7 separate regions of the Mus musculus genome follow, and all the other regions are linked to region 4. The links are chromatin contacts, called in public ChIA-PET, HiChIP or PLAC-seq, Micro-C and promoter capture Hi-C maps. All regions are on one chromosome and are shown on one strand. The core of a region is the stretch at or near the end of the contact, and the rest is flanking DNA. Distances in the headings are between cores, read along the strand shown.

Region 1 (3,239 bases), core at 157-2,656, 1.0 Mb after region 4:
TGAGAAAAGCTATCCAGAGATTTGTTACTGCCCAGCCAGCTGTTTCTTGAGGTGTTCTTAAAAAATACAAAAAGGAAGCCGGGCGTGGTGGCGCACGCCTTTAATCCCAGCACTCGGGAGGCAGAGGCAGGTGGATTTCTGAGTTCGAGGCCAGCCTGGTCAGAACTCAGAGTGAGTTCCAGGACAGCCAGGGCTGCACAGAGAAACCCTGTCTCGAAAAACCAAAAAAAAAAAATACAAAAAGGGGCTGGAGAGATGGCTCAACAAAAAGATGACGGCTTTTCCAAAGGTTCTGAGTTCAATTCCCACAACCACATGATAGTTCACAACCATCTGTAATGGGATCCGATGCCCTCTTCTGGTGTGTCTGAAGACAACTACAGTGCATTTATGTACATAAAATAAATAAATCTTTAAAAAAGATTAACTCTTTTTTTTTTTTTGGTTTTTTGAGACAGGGTTATATATATATATATGGTTATATATATATATGTATAGCCCTGGCTGTCCTGAAACTTACTTTGTAGATCAGGCTGGCCGCGAACTCAGAAATCCTCCTGCCTCTGCCTCCTGAGTGCTGGGATTAAAGGCGTGCGCCACCACGCCTGGCTAAGATTAACTCTTAAACTGTAACAAATAAACCACTGATTTAAAAACATGTAAGTAATGATACATTAAGAAGTTGCAGCAAATTACTTAGATCTCAGTTCAGATAAACTTTTTGTTTTAGAGGTCAGGGTCTCACGTAGCTTAGGCTGGCCTTGAACTCTGGGTTGATGTTGAACTACCGATCGTCCTTCCGGTGCTAAATTTCCTCCGGGGGTGTGTGTGTGTGTGTGTGTGTGTGTGTGTAGTTTCCTCCGGGTGTGTGTGTGTGTTTGTGTGTACAACTCCCTTAAAGGTTCTTATTCCTCCGTGTGTGTGTGTGTGTGTGTAGTTTCCTCCGGGTGTGTTTGTGTGTGTGTGTGTACAACTCCCTTAAAGGTTCTTATCCCAAAGAACCCATCTAACCCCGACCCGTGTGTGTGTGTGTGTGTGTGTGTGTGTGTGTGTGTGTGTGTGTGTGTGTGTACAACTCCCTTAAAGGTTCTTATCCCAAAGAACCCATCTAACCCCGACCCAACTCCAGTCCTTCAGGCTAATAATACCAGGCTTCCCGCCATCTTTTCCAAAGTTATATGACTTCTAAGACTACATTGATTTGGAAAATAAAAAATAAAAACTGGGTCAAGTTCAGCGAGCTCTAATATTCCATAGCCGCGCAGACTTCAGAGGATCGCGCCAATGAGAGGCCCTCTAGAAGGTCGTAAAAGCCAACTTCGCCATCCGCTCTTTTACGGCGTCGGAAATGCGCACGCAAGGCGCTGTGGTACTACACCTCCCAGGAGTCTCTGCAGCTTCTCAAGGGGGTGGGGCTTGGAAGCGGAAGACTACAGTACCTAGCGGTATCTGGACAGTGACATTGGGATGGGACCTTCGACGTACAACGATTCGTCCAGCGGCGGCCAAAAGCTGCACGGTGATTGGCCTAGCAGCCTGTCAGTTACTGGCAAGTGCTGTTAAGTTTTGCTGTTGGGCTACACTGAGAGGGAGGGAGAACTGAGCTTGAGGAGCCCGGACGGGCCTGAAGTGTCAGGTGAGTGGACCTCTGGCTTTGCTTTCTTCCCGGTACTCTCGGGGGCCGGTACCCCCACTCCGTGTGTCAGAACAGAGAAGGGCAGGTATCCACGTGGGGCGGGGACGGATGCTCACGAGGCACACCTGACCCCAGGAGCATCTTCAGAGACACGGAAGGCGAATCCCTCCCACCACCACTCACCATCGTAGGCGTTTGCACATGGGGTGTCCACTGCCCCGGACTCACGGAGACGCCCTCTCCACCCCACCCCATCCCCGGAAAGCCTGGACAGTGCACTCACGCGAGGCTGTCTGCAGAGCGCCTCAGCAGATCACATGGGCTCTCGGTTAGTCACCGAAGGACACCTGTCCACCCGACAGTGGAGTCTGAGGTAGAAAAGCTGCAGGGTGAAGAAACTCGCTTGCACCCCCATCACTGCCACTCAGGTCAGCAGCCGCCCTGTCTCAATCCTGCATTTATATTTATTTATATTATAAATCATTTTTTATCTGTTTAGATAGCAAGACTGTTAATGCACGAAGATTTTTGAATAAACAGGAGATTAATATTTCCCTTTATTTATTTTTGTTATTGGTTTGCGACCGTATAATCCTGGCTAGGCTCGAACTTGTTATGTTCTTAAGGGTGACCTTGAACTCTTGGTCCTCATGCCTCCCACCTCCCAAGTGCTGGAATTACAGACTACACTGCTGTGTTGGTTTTTGGAGACTGAACCCAGGGTACGTTAACAAATGTGATACTTTCCTCGCCTGGGTTGTAAAAATGTTTGTGTTTTTTAGTTTTCTTGAAGGCAAACACTTTTAAAGCTTTTTAGGTGTGTGTGACTTACTGGTTTTTATCACTTAACTTGATGAGCAGTTTGAGCCAGGCAGTCAGACGCCATCTCCTACTTCCCACAAGGGAAACCTGAGTTGGTATTTTATTTCATTTAAATGTCTTTTTACTTTTATTTTGCTGTAAATGAGTGTTTTCCCCGCATGCATGCCTGGGGCAGGAGAAAGAGTTTCGGATCCCCAGAGACTGGAATGACTGCTGTGAGCCTTCTTATGGGTACTAGGTCCTCAGTAAGAGCAGCAGCCAGAGCCTGCGGGTGGGGGCACATGCCTAGAATCCTAGCACTGAGGTAACAACCCAGAGTGGGGGGGTCCTCTAAGTTCAAGGCCAGTCTGGTCTACAGAGTGAGTTCCAGGATAGCCAGAGCTACACAGAGAAACCCTGTCTCGAAAACAAAAAACCCAAAAATCAACAATAAAAAAAGGGGAGTAACCAGTTCCCTTAACACAGGTCTTCCAGCTTGACAGCTGGTCCCCTCACCTGCTAAACCATCCCTGTGCATATAGGCTTTTATTTATTTATTTATTTATTTATTATTTATTTTTGTAACAATGGGTTTATAAACTCAGGATTTTGTGCATAAAAGGCAGGGACTCTACCGTGACTCCTTTTAGTGCTGGGGAGCAGGACCCATGGTCTTGTACATGTTTGGCTAGCATTTTGCCTTTTGTCTGAATTTCTGAATTTCTTGAGGTCTTATATAGCCCAGGCTGGCTCCCAGTCCTCTTGCCCTTGCCTCCAGGGTTCTAGGTTACAGGTGTGAGTC
Region 2 (3,474 bases), core at 476-2,975, 690 kb after region 4:
CCAAACCACCTTTCTCCTCTGAAAGAGGAGAGAGAGGGGAGAGGGGGAGAGAGAGGGAGAAGGAGAGAGAGGGGGAGAGGGGAGAAATGTAAAAATGTTTCTGAAAATTGAATGGCCAAGATTATTTCTGAAGATAAAAAGGGAACCTAAGTCTCAAGTAAGTGGCTATAGGCCCAGATTGAATTTGTACTTAGGAAGAACAATTTAATACCAGGGGTTGGGGTTGGGAATTTAGCTCAGTGGTAGAGCTCTGGGTTCTGTCCTCAGCCTGGAGGTTGGGGGGGAGGAAGAAAAAAAAAGGAAAGAAAGAAAAAGAAAAGACCAGGGGTTGTGCCAGGAATGGCGGTGCACACCTTTGAACCGAGCACTTGGGAGGCAGAGGCAGGAGGATCTCTGAGTTCTAGATCAGCCTGAGTTCCAGGACAGTCAGGACTAGAGGGAGATCCTGTCTCAAAACAAACAAAAACAGGGGTATTGGAAGATGACTCTTATACGAGTGCATAATGTACAGGGTTTGGTGTCCCATGCTTTTAATTCAAGCTCTCTGGAGACAGGGCCAGGCAGATCTCTGTAAGTTTGACAGTTCAGTTTCCAGTACCCACATCAGGCAGCTCACAAATGCCAGTTTCAGAAGAGCTGATGCCTCTCTCTGTCCACCATGGGCAGAACTCACATGCAAGGCCCACTCCATATGTACAGATGTATATGAAAAGAAAATCAAGCATTAAATTCATGTTCTAATATTTTCAGGACAGGCTGGGGAAGTAACAAAGTAGTGGGATGCTTTCCTAAGAGTGTAAGGCCCTGGGTTTGGTTCCCAGCAGTTCCAAAGGTTGGGGAACTATTACATGCTGTTGGCCTATTAGGGCAGTTAAAGTCTTCTCCTCTTTGAACCAGCCCAACAGGTCGTTTAAACTCCTGTTTTGACATACCACACACATCTCTATCTTGTTTCATGTGCAACCTCAAAAACGCCTTCTATGCACAAGACTGTCTTCCTCATTGTTTTGCCCCTACTTTGCAGATAAGAAGACCCAAAGCTCTGGTATATCAGGTAATTTGCTTCCTTCAAGAAATCTGTTCCCTCTATGCTTCGCAGTCTGAGGGCAACCGATAGGCTTTTAAAACTCACCAAACAACAGAATCACCCTACCGCCTTAAAAGGCTTGTCTAGCATATTCTATGAAAAAGCCCAGAATTATGCACTTAGGAGAGATGCATTTTTAAAAACTCTAGGGCAGACTTAGAAACGATTCCTTAAAAGTTACCAACTTAACGAAACACAAGTTTTACTATCCTCCAGGTACATTTCACTCCTCTCTTCCCCATCAAACAACGAGACAGTGATGTCTCGACAGATGCGTACCCCCCTTGGTCCACCCTCTGGCCAGCATGACGCCTTGCGTAGAGGATCGCAGAAAGAGAGATCACTCGTACTGTAGTAGAGGTTCTAATGCTCTGTCTGACCTAGGACATCCACTGCGCTTTGGGGTTCCAAGACCCGATACCTGGAGCACAAAGAGCATCTTCTCCCCATGCCCCGCTAGAGAGGTAGCATTTGGTAACCATAACAGACCCTCCCCTTTCCAGCTCAAGTCTCACCAGTCGCTCCGCCTACAGCGTCGACTCCAGTTTCGCCATCAGATTCAGGGTCTGAATATTCCGCATAAATTGCAAGAGACGACAAAACATTTTTCTTCCCCGCCATCTTACTCCCACAGCGCGGTGTGGCTCAGGCCTATGACTCATAAGCCAATTTAGGGGCGAGAAAACCAACTTCTTCCGGATCCCAGGAGACTCCGCGCCCGAATGACAACCAATCAAAAGGGCTGTGTCTGGGCATGGCTCCGCCCCCATGCTCAGCTCTTGGAAACGTCATCAGCACGGGACGGAAGTAAGGTCTTGCGGCTTCTACTTCGCTGACTTCTCGGGCGGTTTGGCTTCTGAGTTCGAGTTAGGGAGTAGTGTTCTTTGGAAAGCTGCAGAGCCAACCGAAAAGAGCCTGGGGTCTGACATCTTGGAGAGCATTTGTCTGGCAAAGGGCGAGAGCTGTTGACTTGGGGGCTCAGAGGAGGAACGGGGGGTCGGCGTCCTTGATGAATGGTATCTATGGCTTCGCTTCTAGAACAAGGACCCTAGAAAAAGGATTCCAAGTTCTCTGGTCGACTTTGAAGACGTTTGTGGGCTTTGTTGTGGTCCGATTTGTAGCTCTGTCCACCTGACCTGGAAAGTTCATTGTTTTTATTTTTATTAAAGGGAGAAGTAATGTTAATCCCTCAGGAATGTATTGCGTGAAGCAATTCAGCCTTCACTTTTACTGCTGGGGAATGAGATATTTAAGTGTAACATAGCAGCTTACTCGGCAGGAGAAACATAGGCTATATTTTAACGTGGAGCAGAGGGTTTTTTCGGGATTGCCTTTGCCCACCTTTGCGTTAACCTTTTGGCTGCTGCTTTTTGCAAAGATGAGCGCCCGTCCTTTCTCCACTCCCTTCGACCGGGAGCGGCGAGTCCGGAGCACCCTGAAGAAAGTCTTTGGGTTTGATTCTTTTAAAACACCTTTACAAGAGAGTGCGACCATGGCTGTAGTGAAAGGTAACATACCAAGCTACCTGTTTTGCAGACTGCTGGCGGTACCGTAGTAGCTCTGTGGCACAACACCCTCTTAACTTCCTACCTCCTCACCCTTTGGAAATCTTTGAAAACCACTGGTTTGGAATTCTTTCGTGACCAAAGCTAGTGGGTATTTGCTGGGAATCTATTTGTTTATTGATGGTCTATGTAGCCCTGGCCGGCCTGGAATTCTCTATATACATCAAGTTGGCCTCAAATTTGAGCCGGTCCTTCTGCCTCTGGATTATTAAGTACTGGTATTACAGGTGTGGGCTATCATAACCTACAAATTTTGGACAGAACCACTCACACTTCTGGTTTTTTCATAGCCAGACTGACAGTCTGTCTTTGACTTCTGTTCCTAGATTCCCATTCTTGTCCCTGTGCAAGTAGTAGCAAAAGTGGCAGTAGTGCTTAATCTTGTCAGTGACCTAGGTAATCATTTCCTTGAAGAGCGAGTAGCTTGAGTTCCAGGTAGAAAAGGAGAGACTAATAACACTGTAAGCTGGAGATAGCTTGTCCAGATGGGAGCAGCAGTGCCACCAACAGACTTATTAACAGAGGACTGAATGATTAGCCTTGCATATCTACCCCGGTGTAACCAGTACTCTGCTTCCCTGGATGTGTCTAATCCAAATAGTCATATCCTAGTGGCTCAAGACTACTCAAGCCTTGTTTTGATTTGTTTTTTTAAAAACAGGTTCTCACCATGCAGCTTTGGCTTCTTAGATAGCTCAGAACTAGCTATGTAGACCAGGCTGGCCTCAAATTTCCAGAGATCTGTCTTCCTCTACCTATACCCCCCCCCCCAATACTTTCTTACTTTTTGGTTTTTTTGAAATGCAGTTTCTCTCTGTAGCC
Region 3 (3,456 bases), core at 39-2,538, 920 kb after region 4:
GAAAGGCATTTTCAATTGCAAATGATGTTCAGTAAACACTTGTCGAAAGAACAATTCACTTGCCTTATTTTAGTGGACTCATTATTGTAGCAGAGGCTTGGGTATTCTTAACTGTATTTTGTTGGCTTCTAGAGAACACATTGACATTGGCTGTGTTCTTGCTCTCCTATAATTGAAAAGAGCTTTTGGAACTGAGAGGTACTTCTCCAAGCTTCATCTACTACTCCCCCAAAACCGGCAGCCCCGCACAGGAACCTATCTATGCACTTTGCATCGCACAGAACACGACTTTCTCACGCCTCCATCCATCTCTCTGTTCTGTGCCATTCCGTTTGTTGGCTAAGCGCTTACCCTGGCTCCTGTGCTGTGGAACTCCTACTCGCCCTCCAGTACTCAGTTCCACATCACCTTCTTTGTTAAGTCTTTTATACAGTGGGCTGAGGAACAGAGCCAGCCTTTCTCTATCTTTTTGGCTTCCTCAGCATTCCCCCAAAGAGCTATGTGTAAGTGTTATAGCTGTGTGTGTATGTGTGTGTGTGTGTGTGTGTGTGTGTGTGTGTGTGTGCGCGCGCGCGCGCGCGCGCATGAGGGTGTGTGCAGGTGAATGCTAGTGCTATCAGAGGCCAGCGGCACTAAGTCTCCTGGAACTGGGGTTACAGACAGTTGTGAGCCATCTGGTGTGGGTGCAGGTCCTCTGGAAGAGCAGCAAGCAGTTTTTGACCTGAGAGGTCTCTCCAGCCAAGACATTACTTGTTTACTCTTCTGCTGCTTCTCTCGATTTAACCTCTTGAAGGCCAGGATCTCTGCTCGTTGTTTCATCTTCTTTACCCAGCACAGTGCTTACTTACACTGGGTATGTGGTTCACTGCGTGAACAGACTAATCAAACAATTCATCGAATACTGCAGGTTGCACGAACCAGATCCCCAAACGTTTCTAGAACTGGTCCTCTATTTGGGTTGAGCCATCCTGAGATCTCTCCCCGCTCCTCGGTGCCTCTTTGCTTTGTTTTGGTAGAAAGGACGTGATTAGAGTGTGGAAAGCGCCGTTCCTCTAGAGCAGAGCTGTAATTCACTTGCTCCGGCACGTAGAGGGTTACAACGGCCCAGGGGCGGAGCCGAGTCCGTGCCACCTGCTGCGGGCCGAGCTGACGCATGCGCGAAGCCCCCCTCTAGGCTACCTGCCGGGCGGAGCGGAGGAGGAGCGCTTGCGCTCTGGGCCTTTTCCGCCGGGGGAAGTCTCGCGGGGGCGGGGCGCGGCGGGGCGGGGCCGCGTGGGGAAGTTCTCGCGGGACCCTGGCGAGGAGCGGAAGCTAGGTTGCTCTGTTGCTTCTGCGATCGGGCGGCGGCGGCGGCGAGAGCGAGCGGGGCTGCGGCCGGGACGGCGGTCGGGGCAGCGGGCGCCGCAGTCAGGGAGCAGCAGCGAGGTTGGCGGCTGCGGGCGGCAGCGCAGGGCGGGCCGGGCCGGGTGACGGAGTGGACGGCGCGTCACGGTGAGTGCAGGGGAGCGGGCGGGAAGTGAGCGGGAGCTCCGTGGTCCCCGCGCCGCGCGGCGGCGAGCGGCTCGGGCCCGGGCTGCTCGGGGCTGCCGGGGAGGGCCGCTCGCGGGCCGGGGAAGGCTGGGACCCGAGCGCAGCGGCTGCGCAGCCGTCTCCTCGTTTCCCCTTTTGGGGCGCTTCCTTCCTGGTGCCGGTCTTCCTCCCGCTGGGGGCAGAGACCCGGCCCGCCGGGGAGGTCTGGTGTGGCGGCCGTCCGGCTGGACGCTGGGGAGCCCGGAGCAGCCGAGAGGCGCAGGCTGCTGCTCTGAGTCAGGCTGACTGAGCCCGGGAGGCGGGGGATTCGGTGCCCGCAGCTAACGTGGTGATTGATGCTCCTTTGACCTGCAAGGCCACCACGTCACCGCCTCTTGGCATCTTGCGGTGGAATTGTGTGCGGGAATCCACCGTGACTTAGAATGATTGTTACCCGGACCCGCCGACGGGTCTTTGTGAGAGTTGGGCGCTTCTCTTTTTAGAAGGACTTGAGGGGGAAAAAATACTTGTTGGGGGGTGGGGGGGAAGCAGCAGCAGCAGCGGATAGGAATGCTGGAAGGAAGGAATTTTGGGGAGAGAGCCCCGTTGGTTCCTGCAACACTCTTAGGTCGTGTGGGTTGGTAAGAAAGGGATTTTAGGCTGTGTTCAAAAGCTATAGCAGTGCAGTTTGCCGGGTAGCCGAAGCGCGTTCAACGTCATCTTTCGGTGCTGTTGACACTCAGAAAGAGGCTAGAGAAACTGGGTTTTGTTGTTGTTGTTTTTTTGTTTTGTTTTTTGTTTTTGACTTCTTCACCTCTCTTTCACTTTTCCGTTTTTGCCTTCTGTCTCCATTCTACGCTACTAGGGACACGAAAAGCATCTGTAGCGCCAGTCATTGGTCCCTCCGCCCCCTTTAAAAAAAAATCTACTTCCCCTTCTTGCTGTTCCTCCGTTATAATTTTCAAGTTTCTGCTGGTTTGGGCACTGTTCATTTTCTCCGTCGTTCTAAGATCCCCTTTTCTTTTGGAGGGAGATACCTTCCCTGTTTGCATTCCTTTTTTAACGTCCACTGTATTCATCAGGCAGCCAGGAGGGCTACTTGGGAGCCAGGGGGGCGGGGGCGGGTGGTGGTGTTGGTGGTAGGGGGCTGTTTAAGTTCTCCCCCTGGGAACTAGGAAACTCAAAGGACTGAATTCATCCCTAAGTAAGTGATAGTGACCAGTTCACAAGTGGATTTTGCCTGTTTGCTTGTGTTACTTGTATTTTGGTGTTTTTTTTTTTTCACAGATCATGGTTTGTTCGTAGTATTTTCCTTCTTGCTCCCTCCTGTTTCCCCTCACTGTTAGTAAGGGAGATTGAGTCAGTTTGGGAGCTGAAAGACTCCTTTTTAAGGTTTTAGTGAGGTTAACTATTGTTAAGTGAGAAATCACCCATGGGAGTTTGTGAAGTAAGATAGCTTGAAATAGAAGAGAACTTTGATATTTGTGAATTAAAGCCTACCTACCTACCCTAACAAATGATTTAGTCCTAATCAGGCTTTTAAAAGTGATTTTTAAGTTTTTTACATTCTTGAGTGTATTTACCTGCGCGTGCGCGCGGGCGTGTGTGTGTGTGTGTGTGTGTGTGTGTACATGCCTGGTGCCCTCAGATGCTAAAGGAGGACCAATACCCCTTGAACAGGAGTTACAGAGGGTTGTGAGCAGCCATATTCTTCTCTCTGGCCCGATAGTTGGTTTTAAGCACCGTTTGCTGTGTTACTGAGGTTTTTTCATGATTTCCACTATGTCGCGTGTGTACAGCAGCCCTTAGAGAATTATGGAGTGTTAGACTTCAGAGATGGCAAAACAGAGCTGCCACTCTCCCGACAGGCAGCACTGAGAGGTAGTTAGTTACCTGCTGATTGGCCATGGTTACTGAGATTTATTGTTTTGTGATTGTCAAAGTTGA
Region 4 (3,047 bases), core at 441-2,940:
CAGTCAGTGCTTTTAACCTCTGCTCTACCCAACCCACCAACGTGGCAGACTGGGGGCAGGGTGGTTAAGAGCAACAAGAGCCCAGAGACCTGGCTCACCTCTGAAAGCAGCTCTGCTGCAGCGCCCCCTGGTGGTGGTCTCTCCATACTCTCTGGCTGGGCGAGGACTTCAGAAAGAAAGACTGAGGCCATTGGTGCAGGGGCTGAGGATAGGGACTCCAGACCTGGGGGTACAGGTCTAGTTCGTTCCTCTGCCATTTCCTGCCTGCCGTAAGTTTCCACATCAAATCCCAAGTGAGGGGCTAACCCAGGCCCTAGGCATCTGTATCAGTGGCACCCCCTGCCCTTCTCCGGCCTGCTGTTCTTGTTCAGGAGCTGACAGGTCCGGCGAGTGCTCGTAGGTGGGAGCATGGGAGTGTTGGACAGGGTGTCATAAATGTAGGCCTTCGTACAGGGCTAGGTACGCGAACATGAAGAGTGGTACTCTACCAGGAAGTGGGTAAGAACATCACAAGATGGCACCACCCAGAGCCGAGTTAAGGGAGGGATATCTGGGTCCAGGAGGGAGATGAGGAGGCACAGCCCAGCTCCTATGGGCTCAAGGTGGCTAGAGACGTGGGCTAAGGAGGATAAAAGCCTGTGGCTTAAACTTGAGGGAGGGCCGGCCGTCACCACTACTAATAATAGCAAAGATAACAGCAGCTGCTAGTTAGAGCCAGGGGCCCCACAAATGCTCCCTGTTACTGCTACCACACAGAGAGGGGAAAGCTGAGACCGAGGAGGCTTAGGGGATTCATCTAAGACCACAGGAGCAGTCAATGGCAGATCAGGATTTGAACCCCCGGCTCTGTTAGCTGGAGTCATATATAGTTATTTCTCATTACAGCCAACAAAGCAAGTTACTTGGTCAGTATTGGCCAGGCTAGAGTATCCAAAGCCTGGGCCTGGGGGCTGTTCATGACACGGAGATGTGGAGGGCCTTCCTCTGCATCTATTGCCAGTTACTGTGAGAGCCAGCTTTCAGCCTTAGCAAGAAGCCTCTGTGTCCTTGGGTGCAGAGCAACATTCACAGTTTCCTAAGGGACAGTCCCAAGAACTAGCATATACCTCGGTTGCCTTTCCAACTGCTCTGTGTTTAGTCCTGGGGTGGTTAAGGGGACAAGACCCAACTTCCAGCAAGGACCCGGTCTGGCCTAGAAGGGATGCCAGGCCTGAGGAGAGATCATTCTAATGGACGAAGGAGAGACAGCAGCTAGAGAAGGCCAAGGCTTCCTAGACGATGTAGCTGCAGCGATCGATCGGGGATTCTGGAAAGGATGCAAGCCTAGTCGAGGCTCCTGGAGTCAAAGGAGCCTGAGGTCACACGAGAAAGAGAAGGGGAAATTGAGTGGTTTTTGCTTGGTTGTTATGGGGGTGTGTCCGTGTGAGCGCGTGTGTTGCTGGAGATCGAACCTAAGATCTGTGTGCTAGGCAAGTGTTTAAATGTGGCCATAAGTGGAGCAGCAGGAGCTACAAGCCCAGGCAGAAGCCGCGGGCCGACCACGCCCCCCGAAGCACCGCCCACACACCAAGAAGCCCCGCCTCAATGAGGCCCCGCCCACACCCAGTCCCCGCCCCTGCGCCCTCGCGCAGGTAGGGAAGAGGCGGAGCGCTGGCGCTCAGCCTTGTAGCCGCCGCCCCGCCGCTGCCCACTCTGCTCTCAGCCGCTTCCCGGGACGTGGGGCCTCCGAGAGGTGAGCACGGGGAATTGGGTGCGGCGGAGCTCGGGTCCGCTAGGCCGCGGGTGGCCAGGGATTCACGGGGCTGCCCCGTTCGGCCGCGGGGAAGGTCGGGGGCTGTGCGCCCCGCAGAGCGCCCTAGAGGCCGAGGCTGGACTCTGTGCCCGCGGGACCGCTGGATCCCTCCCGCAGATCCTTGGCCTCTGCTGGGACCAGGACGCCTAAAGGGGTTCCCCGGGGCACAGTCACCAGATGTCTGGGCGCGTGGTTTGCGCAAAAGTTTAAAAGCCCAGAGAGGAAGAGAGGGCACTGCCCAGTGTTGGAACATGCGACTCCGCCTCCAACCAGAAATCCCTTTTAGACCTTAAGACTATATTCCCCTGTCTCCCGGGTGAACTTCCAAAGTCCTCGGGCAGCGTTTTGTGCGTGGAGCTTCGCCGCCGTGGTAGTAACAGGTGCGGGGGTGGGGGATGGGGAAGGCTCACACCGCCAGAGTAGTCCGCGGCTCAGAAAGTGTACTCAGGAGTCCTGGCTTAAGGACCGAGGGGTTTGGAGAGTTGGGCCCCCAGCTGATGTTTCTGCATTGGATTGAAAGTTAGGGAGCGAAAGGTCTGTAGGGCCCAGGTCTCTACCACAACCCCAGGGCAGAAGGGAAGCCAGGTCCATACCTTGATTCAACTCCAGGAAACACCGAGCCGCGAGTCTGTAGGGCCGGGACATAGAGAGCGAAGGTGAGGTGTACCTGAGGGATTGCCTCATAGGTGGAGCGGTTGCTGTTTCTCAACCAGCTGCATTGGGGGTTCCAGTGTGGGTGACATCTTGTGGTGAAATACTGTCCCCAGCATCTATGTTGTGCTGTTGTGATTGTAGTCAGGGAGAAGAAAATGAAACTTGGTTTCAAGCAGTGGTTCTCAGCTTAGGGGTGCTTTTGCCCGCTAAGGATATTTGACAATCCCTGGAGACACTTGGCCATCACAGGTCTGCCCCACAGTACAGAATCTGGCCCCTCAAAAGTCAACATTGAGTGACCGTCCTATGACCACCAGCCCACTAGGGTACTTCTTGTGAATTTCTCTCCCTACCTAAGTTTCTCCAGGGGCTGGGAAGGGCCAGGACGAATCTCAGTGAGAGATAAAGAGATAGGTGGGCAGGCTTCGCCCTGGCTGGCCACTGGCCCTGTGGAGGAGAAGCTGGGAACAGTGGCTCTCTCGAAGCACAGGTCTGTAGTACTTTACCCAGGATAGCTTCAGACACAGGATAAGCTCAAGGTAAGCCAGAGTAGCCCTGGGGATGGAGGAAGGGCAGGACCAAGCTCTGTTCCCATGGAGTT
Region 5 (3,185 bases), core at 654-3,153, 860 kb after region 4:
GAAAAAACAAAAACCAAAAACAACTCCATAGTGAGATGTACCAGGGTTAGGGAGGAGAGAGCGTCAAGGTTGGGTTGAAATCTGGCCCTTTCCCTCCTTCCCACACCATGTGACCAGCACTGTTTACTACCAAGCCGGCAGCCGCAGGCCAAGCTGATGATTATACAAACCCCTGATCACCAAACCACAATGGCTGAGTCTTCTGGAAGGAAAACTTTCCGATTCTGCAGCGGCCTAACCTTTACTTCACTTAAGCCCGCCTGCAAACTAGACTTTCAAACCCTATTACAGAAACTTATCTTTTCAGCCATGGAAGACAGCGCAGTGAACAGAACACAGACACAATAGCAACGGAATAAAAACCACCGACACGGGGTTACCGGTTACCGCAAGGTGCAGTGGGAGACCAGGAGCCTTCTCACTCGGAAATCAGGGGTGTCCTTAGAGGCCCCGAAGGTCTTTCCAGCTCACTGACCACGACAGGTTAAATAATACCTAGCGTGTCGGCAGTAAGCATCTGACTGCTGTATAGAAATTGATTCTGGAGTCCAATTTAGGGGAAAGGAGCAGGGAGGAGCACAAGGACTGTGACCTTTATTGCTAATTCGTTCTTCAGGAGGTAAGCCTTCCAAACGGTTGAGGTTGACTCTCTTCCCTGGGAGCTGGCACTTCCTAGCCACTTAAAATAGAAATGTCAAGTGTTTTCTGATTTCTTTCCCTCTTGTGGCCTGGCCAGCCTCCTGCCTGTCTTCTAACCATCTATTGAGGTCTTATACCAAGTGGAATGTGCAGAGGCGGGCGTTCAAGGGCAGTTACCTCTCAAACTACCTGGGGGTACTGATTATCAAAGAGGTAGCTTGTTAATGCAGTGCTCGCCAGACTCTAGGTTCCCCTGCTTGTAATTCTGCCAAGAGAGAAGTGACAGCGAATACAGCCGGTGACATTCCACTGCAGAGTGTCCGGGGACTCTGTCTGAACTGCTAATTCGTTCTCCAGGATGAGCCTACACTGTACAATGGTCTGACTCTGAAAGTGACCGTCAAACTTTTCTATTCCCTCCGTCACTCTTATTTGTTGTTGCTTTAGGTACTGAACCTTCCCCCAAGGCTTTTAACTGTAGGGTTTCGCGGTAGGGAAAAAACAGGGAAACTGCTTTACAGAACTGCAAAGGCTGTGGTGCTACGCTGGCTTCCGAAGCATCTTTATGTGACTCTAAAATCGGGGAAGCACGCCCCAACTGCAACATCGCAGCCTTGCACTGAACTGGAAGTCCCTCGCAGTGTCTAGCAGGCGGGCGGGTGCAGAGATCCCGTCCACTCCGGGCGGCGAGCACAGCGCGCGCTGTGGCAGAAAACCGCCTTTATTTGGGCCGGGGACACCCAGGGGCCTACAAATAAACACTCGTGGCATCAGGATTGGCAGTCGCTGGCCCGGGGCCCAGCCACGGCGGACCTGGGCCAAGGGTTCTTTGTTGGACACAACCTTTATTTCTGACGTGGGACCCCGGCAAGGGGCAAGCCAGGACAGAGAGGGGACATGAGAAAACGAAAACAAACAAACCAAAAAACCCTTGAGGACGTGAGGGAAGGAGCCGGCCCGGAGTTGCAGGCAGGCGCCGGCCGGCCCCTCTCCTCCAGCACAGAGAGACACCCCCTTTGGTGCCACTTGCTAGGTGCACACCCCAGGCGCTCCTCGCCTCGGGTAGGAACTCAGAGGGCGCAGCAGGCCGAGCCCCACGCCCCCTTGCTCCCCACTTCGGGCCGCGGGCCTTCTCGTACTTACCGGGGCCCCCTCGGACGGTCTTCCTCGCCCGCGTCCTCACCCCTCCCTGCCCCCTCCTCACTTCACCTCCCCGCCTCCAGGGGCCGCAGCCATGTCCGTTGTGGGCAACTCTGAGGAGGCTTGCCGCCTTCCCCCAGCAACAGACGCGCAGGCCAACAAGCCAAAGATCCCGACGCTGATTGGTTGAAATTCGAGGTAGGCGGAAGATTCTGATTTGTTATTGGCTGTTTGGTGCGCTCAGCTGTAACCTCCACCGCCCCTCCGGGAGCCTGGCGGAATTGTGTGATTGTTACTCTAAAGCGATCCGGGGAAGCCTGGGTCCTATCTCCGGCACGAAGCTCCCGCGTTTTTAGCGCTATAGAACCAGACTAGAGGCAATCATACAATTTCCTCCCCATTAGTTTACCCACTAAATTTTTCTAGAGCCATGGTCAGGTGATACCTTCTGCCCTTTATTATTTTTTAATGAGGCCCTTGAAAAATCGCCTTATCTGTATTTTCTTCAATTCTTCCTTAATCTTTAAAAGTCCCTCAGTACTAATATTATGGACCAACCAAAGCTGGAGAATCTAAAGCAATACTGTTATTTCACCCTCAGTTCATTTGAAATCTAAAAGGAAAAACAAGCTTGAAAACAACTTTTTTTTTCTAGACTAATTAGAGAAATCGCTTGGGAACCCTCTCTTGGGAAAACAAAATAAGCCTGTGTCAGTATTTACTTCCATTTTCCCAGAGATCTAAGTCTGGAAGGGTTGCTTTTAGAAAAAAAAAAAAAAAGTTTTTTTTTCTGTTTATGAAGTCAGAAAGGGTCATATCTGGTCCTGGGAAAAAAGAGCCCCTTCCTTATAATAATGAATTTAATCATGCGATTACAATCCCTCTTTTCGGCTAGACAAGAAGCCATTTTACTGATTTAACTCTGTTTAAACCAGTTCAGCTGTTACCTTGAACACTCATAGAACCTTGGCACAAACCTTCAACACAAACATCTGTAGTTTATCACTACAGATGGAGAAGTCCAAATCTCTCCACATAACCATAGATGCTCATAACATGATGGAGATAGCCACATAGCCACTTTCAGGGCTCATTGCCACATGGACTCACTACAGTCTTAAACATGCTGGAGTACTTTGTTCAGTAGCTCTCTGAGCTTTTACATTTCTTTGCAGCTAATAACAGCCAAAATGCAGCCAGGCAGTGGTGGCACACGCCTTTAATCCCAGCACTTAGGAGGCAGAGGCAGGAGGATTTCTGAGTTTGAGGCCAGCCTGGTCTACAGAGTGAGTTCCAGGCCAGCCAGGGCTACACAGAGAAACCCTGTCTCAAAACAAACAAACAAAACCCCCAGCCAATATGCAAATACATGCCCGTGTGAAACTTTAGCCCAAACACTCCCTTCC
Region 6 (3,395 bases), core at 213-2,712, 720 kb after region 4:
CAACTCCATCAGTGCTGGGGCTCCGGTTTGGAGTCAAAAGTGGGTGCTTGAAGCCTTGGTGGTTCTGCTGCCCTGGTCCCCAAGTTTTCTAGACAATGGAGAGAACTTCCTGCTCTGGTGGCCAATAGAAACTAAGCGAGCTCCTCTCCTGCAGCCATAGAAGCTGGGCCTCCCTCTGAGCTCAGGGACTGCTGGAGCCTGTGTGTCCCAGATGTGGCTCAGCTGCAGTGCAGTCCCTCTGTTGCACACTTGTTAGTATTACCACAGGAGTTAGCTTCCCAGTCCCACACAAACCAGAGTGCACCCCCTCTGCTGAGCCAAAGAGACTCTCGGCCCTCCCCTTGGTTTCCAAAACTGAATGATGTTTTTCTTTCTTACTGGATAACAGTGTGTTTGCTTTGGAAGGGACGTCTCACGGGGACTTGAACCCCAGTGTGAGGACAGGAGGCAGAAGGGCTTAGCAGCCTCCTCTCGTGAGGCCCTGCCCAAGAAGGTTGTGCTTGCCCTGCACAAGGACTGAAGAGAAGAGCTGTCTGGGGGCAACCATTACAGTAGTTAGTGTGGAAGAGACTCTGGGGTCTTTTCCAAACTCATTCATGTAGTCACAAACTCCTTTCCAAACTTGGGGTTTGAATTAGGGTGCATATCCCTGGCTCAGTTTTCAGAGATCATTGCCAAAGGAGGATCAGGGGTCCTGGTAATCTAAGTGGGTGCAGAGACTCCTCCCTAGGATGATCCTGAGCCGGAAGCACACAGCGGTGAGCAGGTCAGAACTCCAAAAGACAGGAAAGCTGCTGCTCTTGTCCAGCATCCAAGTAGGCAGTTCTGCTGCTGGCTCTACCAGCTCCTGGGGCCAGAGGCCATTCAGCAGGCTGGGCACACCTTGTCCTGAGCCTTCTTGAGAACCAGGGAGGGCTCAGCCCTAATCCTTTCGGAAATGGAGGCTCAGCAAGATTGGGGGCCATATCCTAAACTCACTGAATAGAAAAGGTTTAAATGGATGTGTCCAGCAGCCCCCAGCCCCTGTGCCACACACCGAGTAGCAGTACATCCCCCTTCTCTAGTACCAGGTCCCAGGGGAAGAGCACTCAGGTATACACACAGAGGAGGTGACTAAATTCCCATAGGAGAGTGGCCTAATATATCCCCCAAGACGTTCCTCTCCGAGCTCATGCTAAGCTGTGACTCCTCGCCAGAGATACGAGACCCTGGCTGCCCTCCTTTCCCGATCCTGTCACCTCTAGCCAGTGTCTCTTACCTGGGAGCTCAGATAGTGGGGAGCCTCGAAGAGGTGTCCCAGTACAGAGCCTCTATGTACCTCCTGGAAGTCCTTTGGCCACCACCTTTGACTTCTTCACCAGCGCTGCCACTTTCCTGCCTAGGCGGCTGCTTCTCACTCGGGCACCTCCTGGTGCTAGCTCCCGGTTGCTGACAGCCAGCTGCTGTCCAGCTTCAGCGCCTCATCGCTTCAGCTTTTTTGTTGTTGGTTGTCCTGGAGATCTAGGTGTCAAATTACAGTTGTGAGGAGGAGCCCAGGGAGTCCTCCCCTGAGCTTGACTTGCCCTTCACGCCCTATGCCTTTCCCTGCCTAGAGGTCCACTCTGCTCTCTGGATCCCCAGACGGCTCCCTCTCTTATTCTTCCTCCTGTTCTGCCCTCCTCCTGCCTTTGAGCCAGGCTGTAGGCTGTAGGCTGTAGGCGGAGGGCTGGGGTTGGGCTAATGACAGAAGTGGTTGGCTGTGGTTCCCTGTGGAAATAACCCCGGGGGGCTCCGTCTGAGGTTGCCAGAGGAAGAGGGTGGAGTGACTCGCTCTTGGGTGCCCCAGCACCCTCTGGATGGCCTTTTTGGCTTGTGTCCCTGACCACCCTGGTCTGTCTCTTGGGCCACACTCTGGCTGCTCTCTCTGCCCTCTGCCAGAAAGAAAACCGGGCTACAGGATCACCCAAGCACGTCAGCAAGCTTTCAAGCAGCCCTCTGGTGTGGTACTCTGCCATCTACCCAGGGGCATCTGGGGGGAAGATGAGGATCCTAGATACTCTAAAAGTAGTCTGCGCCGGCCATGGTAGTGCACACCTTTAATTCCAGCACTTGGGAGGCAGAGGCAGGTAAATTTCTGAGTTCGAGGCTAGCCTGGTCTACAGAGTGAGTTCCAGTACAGCCACGGCTACACAGAGAAACCCTGTCTCGAAAAAAACAAAAAATAAGTAAATAAGAAAAAGAAAGAAAGAAAAGTAGCCTGCTTGTTTTAGTGAGGGGCCTTGGGTCCTTCTAAGAGAAAGGTCACTGCTGGTCTCGTTCTGCTCAGCTGTCTGCATGACAGCTCTGTTGGCCCATTAACGTTTGTCGGTCTTGCCACCAGCAGACCAGGCTGCAGGGGGAGGACTGACCTCAGCTCTGCAGTCAATGGAGCCCTTTGAATCTGAGCACAAAACCCCAGTGAGCCAGGGCTTGGGGCAGGGTGTAGACAACCATATGGTCACAGTGCCTAGATGCCAAAGCTTCTCAGAGACAGGACAGGCCACCACTGTACAGGCAGAGGGAACATTTGTCGTGTATATTCAGTGTTAGTGGGAGCTGGCTGCAAGAGCGCCCCCCAGTGGCTGTCTCAGCTGTCTTCCTGCCACTTCTATGCAGTTTTAGGGCTGTTCTTCACTTTGCTGGAGGGACCCTACTTCTTTAGAAGGTGGCATTGCAATTTGCTTTCCTTACAGTAGCCTGCTGTGTGGGGTCAGATCCGCAAGCAGTATTCAGACTAAGAAAACCCTCTGTTCCAAAGCTGTTAGTGCCGGCTAATCTTAAGCCTGGGCACTCAAACTGCCCTGCCTCGCGCTGTCTCTTCTGGTTCCCAACCCTGTACCACATTTCTGGCACTAGAGATGACTGTAAGGACCCTGATAGAACAGTGGCCTCTCCCAGGGCCTCAGCCTGGGGATCCGAAAAGAGACTGGCCTCCTGCACCAGGTGGGCTTCCTGCCACCAGCTTGGGCAGGAAGTGGTTATCCGCAGGGGAACATCTGGAGTTAGAGGCTGAGAGGGAGGCTCTAGTGAGGCTCTAGTGAGGCTGGATCTCCCTGGTGAGTGGGCTCACGAGTGACTAGGCATGATGGCCGCTCTCAGCATTGTGTGCCTCTAGCACAGTGACTCTCAGCCTTCCTCATGCTCTGGCGACCCCCAACCATAACATCCTTTTTGTTCCTTCTTTATTACTGGAATTTTGCTAGTTATAAATTGTAATATATGTTTTTTGGTGGATAGTCTTAGGTAAACCCTATGAACGGTCTTTCAAGCACCAGAAGGCTTGAGACCCACAGGTTGAGAATCATCTGTTCCAGGAGCTATGCTAGGTACAGCCTTCAGCCTAGGGCAAAAAGCTCATGGTGGGCGCCAGGGGAAGC
Region 7 (2,994 bases), core at 94-2,593, 700 kb before region 4:
AAAAAATCAGCCTTCGTCAGCATCCTGCTCCCAATGTGACCTCTGACCTGGGGCGTGGCCATGGCCAATGCTTGCTTTCTCAGGCGCCTGGCTGCCCCACAGGCAAGATGTGTCAGTCCACAGGTGTGCAGGAGAATATTCCTGGGGGACAGTGAGGCTCTCTGGTAAGTGAGGTGGCTCAGTAGGTATGGTGCTTGCTACAGCAGCCTGCTGACCTGAGTTCAATCCCTGGAACCTACATAAAGGTGGAGAGAGAAATGACTCTACAAAATTGTCCTCTGGGCTTGGGGACAAAAATTAAAAAAGAAAAAATGTCCTCTGACCTCCATGTGTGCATCATGATGTACACAGACACACAAATAATAATAATAATAATAATAATAAATCAATAAAGTATTTTAAAAGGAGTCCTCCATGCTAGAGATGGCACAGCCCAGCACCAGCCACTCGAGCTGAGGACCCAAGTTTAGTTCCCAGCACCCCTGTGGTGGCTCACAGTTCCAGGAGGGGTCTGATGCCCTCTCTTGGCCCCTGTGGGCATTAGGTATGCACGTGGTGTCCAATACACATGAAATTTTAAACAAAATATATCTTTTTGGAAAAAAAAACTCACAAACATTCTCCACTCTGGATGTGTGAGTCATTCCAGGCTTTCCTGGGGTGGTACCTGGCCTGCTAGTAGTGTGACTGCTGACCTATGGAGGTCCCTCATTAGAACCATTGTGAAGCCCCACCCCTCACAGGCAGGGAGGCCTTGGGTCCCATCTGAGAGGGAGAACAGTCAGTTTCGTGCATGCGTGCAAGCCAGCCCCTCCCAGCCTGCTCACTCACCCCCACAGAGGTCTGGGTGGGGCAGTGCTGTGCTCTGCCCCAGGCTCAGGGCTACTACAGAGGTCTCACTTCTCTCTGCCTCTGGCGCTCCAACCACTTCTGCATCAGGCCTTGCTGGGGCTTGGTGACTGAGGTGTGGCCAAGGAGCTCTGAATTACAACAGGAACCATTTGTATGAGTGAGGCACCAAGGCTAAGCTGTGTGACCTCTGGAAAGCTACTTTGCCACTCTGGTCCTATTCCTACAGGTGGTTTTACACGACCTATGTGTGCCTGAGCCTCATCTACGGTGCTTTAGCCCTGTAGCCTATCTTCAATCAGCACAGACAATCAGCTTCTAGGCCCTCCACCCCCACTTCCTCCGGCCTCATAACACTCGGGCTTTCTCTTTCTCCTCACAGTGCCTTGCTGTGTAACTCTGGCCAGCCTGGGACCGGGCTATGTCATCCAGGCCTCCCAAGTGCTCAAACAGCAGGTGTAGTCATGTCACGCAGCCGGGACACTCTTCAGCTCTGCCCCACACAGTGGGCCCCGCCTTCTGCACTTAGCCCCAGTGCTGCTTTCAGTTACTCCCAAGGCAGAGGAACTGATGCTCACCGCCCTCTGTCCTCCGTCCTCCGCCCGGCCTCCACCCAAGAGGCCACTATAGCTCAACAGGCTGTAGGTGGCAGGGGCCAAAGAGGCCAGGCCACACCCCTTCAGGGAAGAGACTCCATCAGTGGAGACAGCTGCTCTAAGCGCAGGAAAAGGAAAGGGGTGGGGGAACTTGGGGGTGGGGGAAACGACCTTCCCCTCCCCCATTCTAGACCTCTACTCCAGGAGGTCCCACCCCCACCCCACCTCAGGGGATTCAGTCTTCTGCCAAACCCAGTAATGAATCCCACATTGCTGGGTCCCCCTCCGCCCTCTGACTGAGCTCTGAACAGCTGGCCCACAGAAGGTACTGAAGCTGAGAGTGGAGAGGAGCCTGCAGAGTCCCACATCCCACCCACCCCTTCCTCTGCAGATAAGGCCCCTCTGTTCCGGCTCTGGCCTGGGAAAGCTCTGTGTATGAGTGTCTCTCTCTCTCTCTCTCTCTCTCTCTCTCTCTCTCTCTCTGTGTGTGTGTGTGTGTGTGTGTGTGTGTGTGTGTGTGTTCGTTAACCCTTTCGTGCAAGGCACATCCTCAAGGCTTCCTGTCCCCAGCAAAGGTGCACGCCACCACAGCAGAGAAAGCTAGGAAACCAATCATCAATAACACACCTCCCACACCACTAAGCCAGTGACAGAGCTTAGGGAAGAGGCCCAAATTTAAACTATCAGTTTGCCTTAGCCAACAGCCGTGAGACCTCTCTGTGCCTTCATCCCTTCTCTGTGAAACACTAATAATGGCAAAGACCCAATAGGACAGGGCCGATGGATTCAAGGAGGTGCTTACTGTAGGTAAAGGGCCCTTAAACACATTGGGACCACAAAGCTCTAATGCCTATCAGCCACATGAATCCGACAGACCTCAGCTCAGCTCAGCAGCTCAGAAGAGCTGGCTCGGTTGGTGCCCGGAACTGTCTGGCAGCCAAAGGTAAGGTCCCCGCTTCCTCTGAGCTCTGCCTGTTCTAGAAGCAGCCACAGCTGGAGTCTAGTCTTAGTTCCAAGAGGTGACCTTTCTGAGTCAGAGACCACAGGGACCCCTGGGGCTACCAGTGTCCGGATATGAGGATATAGCACCATGACTCTCTGACCTCCTCAAACCCACGCTTCTCTCCCCTGCTTCAGTTCTAGTCATGGTGCCCAGGGCATTCTGGGACCTGAGCCTTGGCCCTGTACTGTACACAGCTGCCCTCGAATTTCTGCCTCCAGTGGCCACGTGGCTCGGCCTACCAATGAGGGGAGAGTGCAGCCCAACAGGAATTGACTGGCTGCAATCTACAAACCCAGACAAGGGTGAGCCAAGCCATGAAGCCCTGGAGATCCTCTGTTAGCCTCTGCAGTCCCACTGAGGTGAAAGGTTATCCTCTCTACCCAGAATTCTGAGGGGCCTATTGGAGTGAAAGAAACACAGGGATGCAAAAGTGTCTGTCCCCAGCCATACAGCTGCCACATGCTGGGGCCAGAGGCAGAGCCCCAGCCGATCTTGCTCTCCACAGCACAGTCATGTCCCAAAGAAACAGACAGACTATACAGACAG

What was found. Promoter capture Hi-C pulls out the DNA fragments that hold promoters and counts their contacts. Hi-C and Micro-C count contacts between places; a contact is called where the count stands out from the background. ChIA-PET counts read pairs in DNA pulled down with a chosen protein or histone mark. HiChIP or PLAC-seq counts read pairs in DNA pulled down with a chosen protein or histone mark.
Region 1: a contact with region 4 is called in a FOXA1 HiChIP or PLAC-seq map of pancreatic cancer cells. The contact joins the promoter of Slc25a19 here to the promoter of Rhbdf2 in region 4.
Region 2: a contact with region 4 is called in an RNA polymerase II ChIA-PET map of memory CD8 T cells, with 5 read pairs. The contact joins the promoter of Sap30bp here to the promoter of Rhbdf2 in region 4. A contact is called at or near these places in 3 of 39 promoter capture datasets (hippocampal neurons, pre-B cells and stem cell-derived epiblast-like cells) and 1 of 115 datasets of contacts at active chromatin or transcription factors (memory CD8 T cells).
Region 3: a contact with region 4 is called in a promoter capture Hi-C map of pre-B cells, with 3 times the contacts expected there. The contact joins the promoter of Grb2 here to the promoter of Rhbdf2 in region 4. A contact is called at or near these places in 3 of 39 promoter capture datasets (liver and pre-B cells).
Region 5: a promoter capture Hi-C map of pre-B cells shows a contact between it and region 4, with 4 times the contacts expected there. The contact joins the promoter of Tmem94 here to the promoter of Rhbdf2 in region 4. A contact is called at or near these places in 5 of 39 promoter capture datasets (the C10 cell line, hippocampal neurons, liver and 1 more) and 1 of 115 datasets of contacts at active chromatin or transcription factors (pancreatic cancer cells).
Region 6: a promoter capture Hi-C map of pre-B cells shows a contact between it and region 4, with 3 times the contacts expected there. The contact joins the promoter of Smim5 here to the promoter of Rhbdf2 in region 4. A contact is called at or near these places in 4 of 39 promoter capture datasets (the C10 cell line, hippocampal neurons, neutrophils and 1 more) and 1 of 115 datasets of contacts at active chromatin or transcription factors (pancreatic cancer cells).
Region 7: a Micro-C map of embryonic stem cells shows a contact between it and region 4, with 2.0 times the contacts expected there. The contact joins the enhancer-like site here to the promoter of Rhbdf2 in region 4. A contact is called at or near these places in 2 of 484 Hi-C or Micro-C datasets (embryonic stem cells and myocytes), 4 of 115 datasets of contacts at active chromatin or transcription factors (bone marrow-derived macrophages, effector CD8 T cells, memory CD8 T cells and 1 more) and 1 of 9 other capture datasets (embryonic stem cells).

The regions. Positions count from the first base shown.
Region 1 is chr11:115,626,462-115,629,700 of GRCm38.p6, reverse strand. It overlaps Slc25a19 (solute carrier family 25 (mitochondrial thiamine pyrophosphate carrier), member 19), which reads left to right and starts at 1,406. Exons shown (of 7, transcript NM_026071.3): 1 at 1,406-1,636.
Region 2 is chr11:115,931,910-115,935,383 of GRCm38.p6, reverse strand. It overlaps Sap30bp (SAP30 binding protein), which reads right to left and starts at 1,725. Exons shown (of 11, transcript NM_020483.3): 1 at 1,603-1,725; 2 at 1-18. The coding sequence starts at 1,708. It overlaps Recql5 (RecQ protein-like 5), which reads left to right and starts at 1,892. Exons shown (of 19, transcript NM_130454.2): 1 at 1,892-2,595. The coding sequence starts at 2,466.
Region 3 is chr11:115,706,429-115,709,884 of GRCm38.p6, reverse strand. Grb2 (growth factor receptor bound protein 2) reads left to right here and starts at 1,288. Exons shown (of 6, transcript NM_008163.4): 1 at 1,288-1,491.
Region 4 is chr11:116,622,863-116,625,909 of GRCm38.p6, reverse strand. It overlaps Rhbdf2 (rhomboid 5 homolog 2), which reads left to right and starts at 1,690. Exons shown (of 19, transcript NM_001167680.2): 1 at 1,690-1,732.
Region 5 is chr11:115,764,151-115,767,335 of GRCm38.p6, reverse strand. It overlaps Tmem94 (transmembrane protein 94), which reads right to left and starts at 1,903. Exons shown (of 32, transcript NM_028014.3): 1 at 1,783-1,903.
Region 6 is chr11:115,898,206-115,901,600 of GRCm38.p6, reverse strand. It overlaps Smim5 (small integral membrane protein 5), which reads right to left and starts at 1,462. Exons shown (of 3, transcript NM_183259.3): 1 at 1,259-1,462. All of the region lies in intron 7 of Recql5 (RecQ protein-like 5), which reads left to right.
Region 7 is chr11:117,318,545-117,321,538 of GRCm38.p6, reverse strand. The region is part of intron 2 of Septin9 (septin 9); the gene reads right to left. Among named protein-coding and RNA genes, the nearest start is that of Gm34065, 6.9 kb to the left of the region's middle. Within about 2 kb of position 1,343, at least 196 of the 459 cell types and tissues checked have an H3K27ac peak or open chromatin away from gene starts, as enhancers often do. A contact at or near this core is called in bone marrow-derived macrophages, embryonic stem cells, memory CD8 T cells and 1 more, where this site is marked.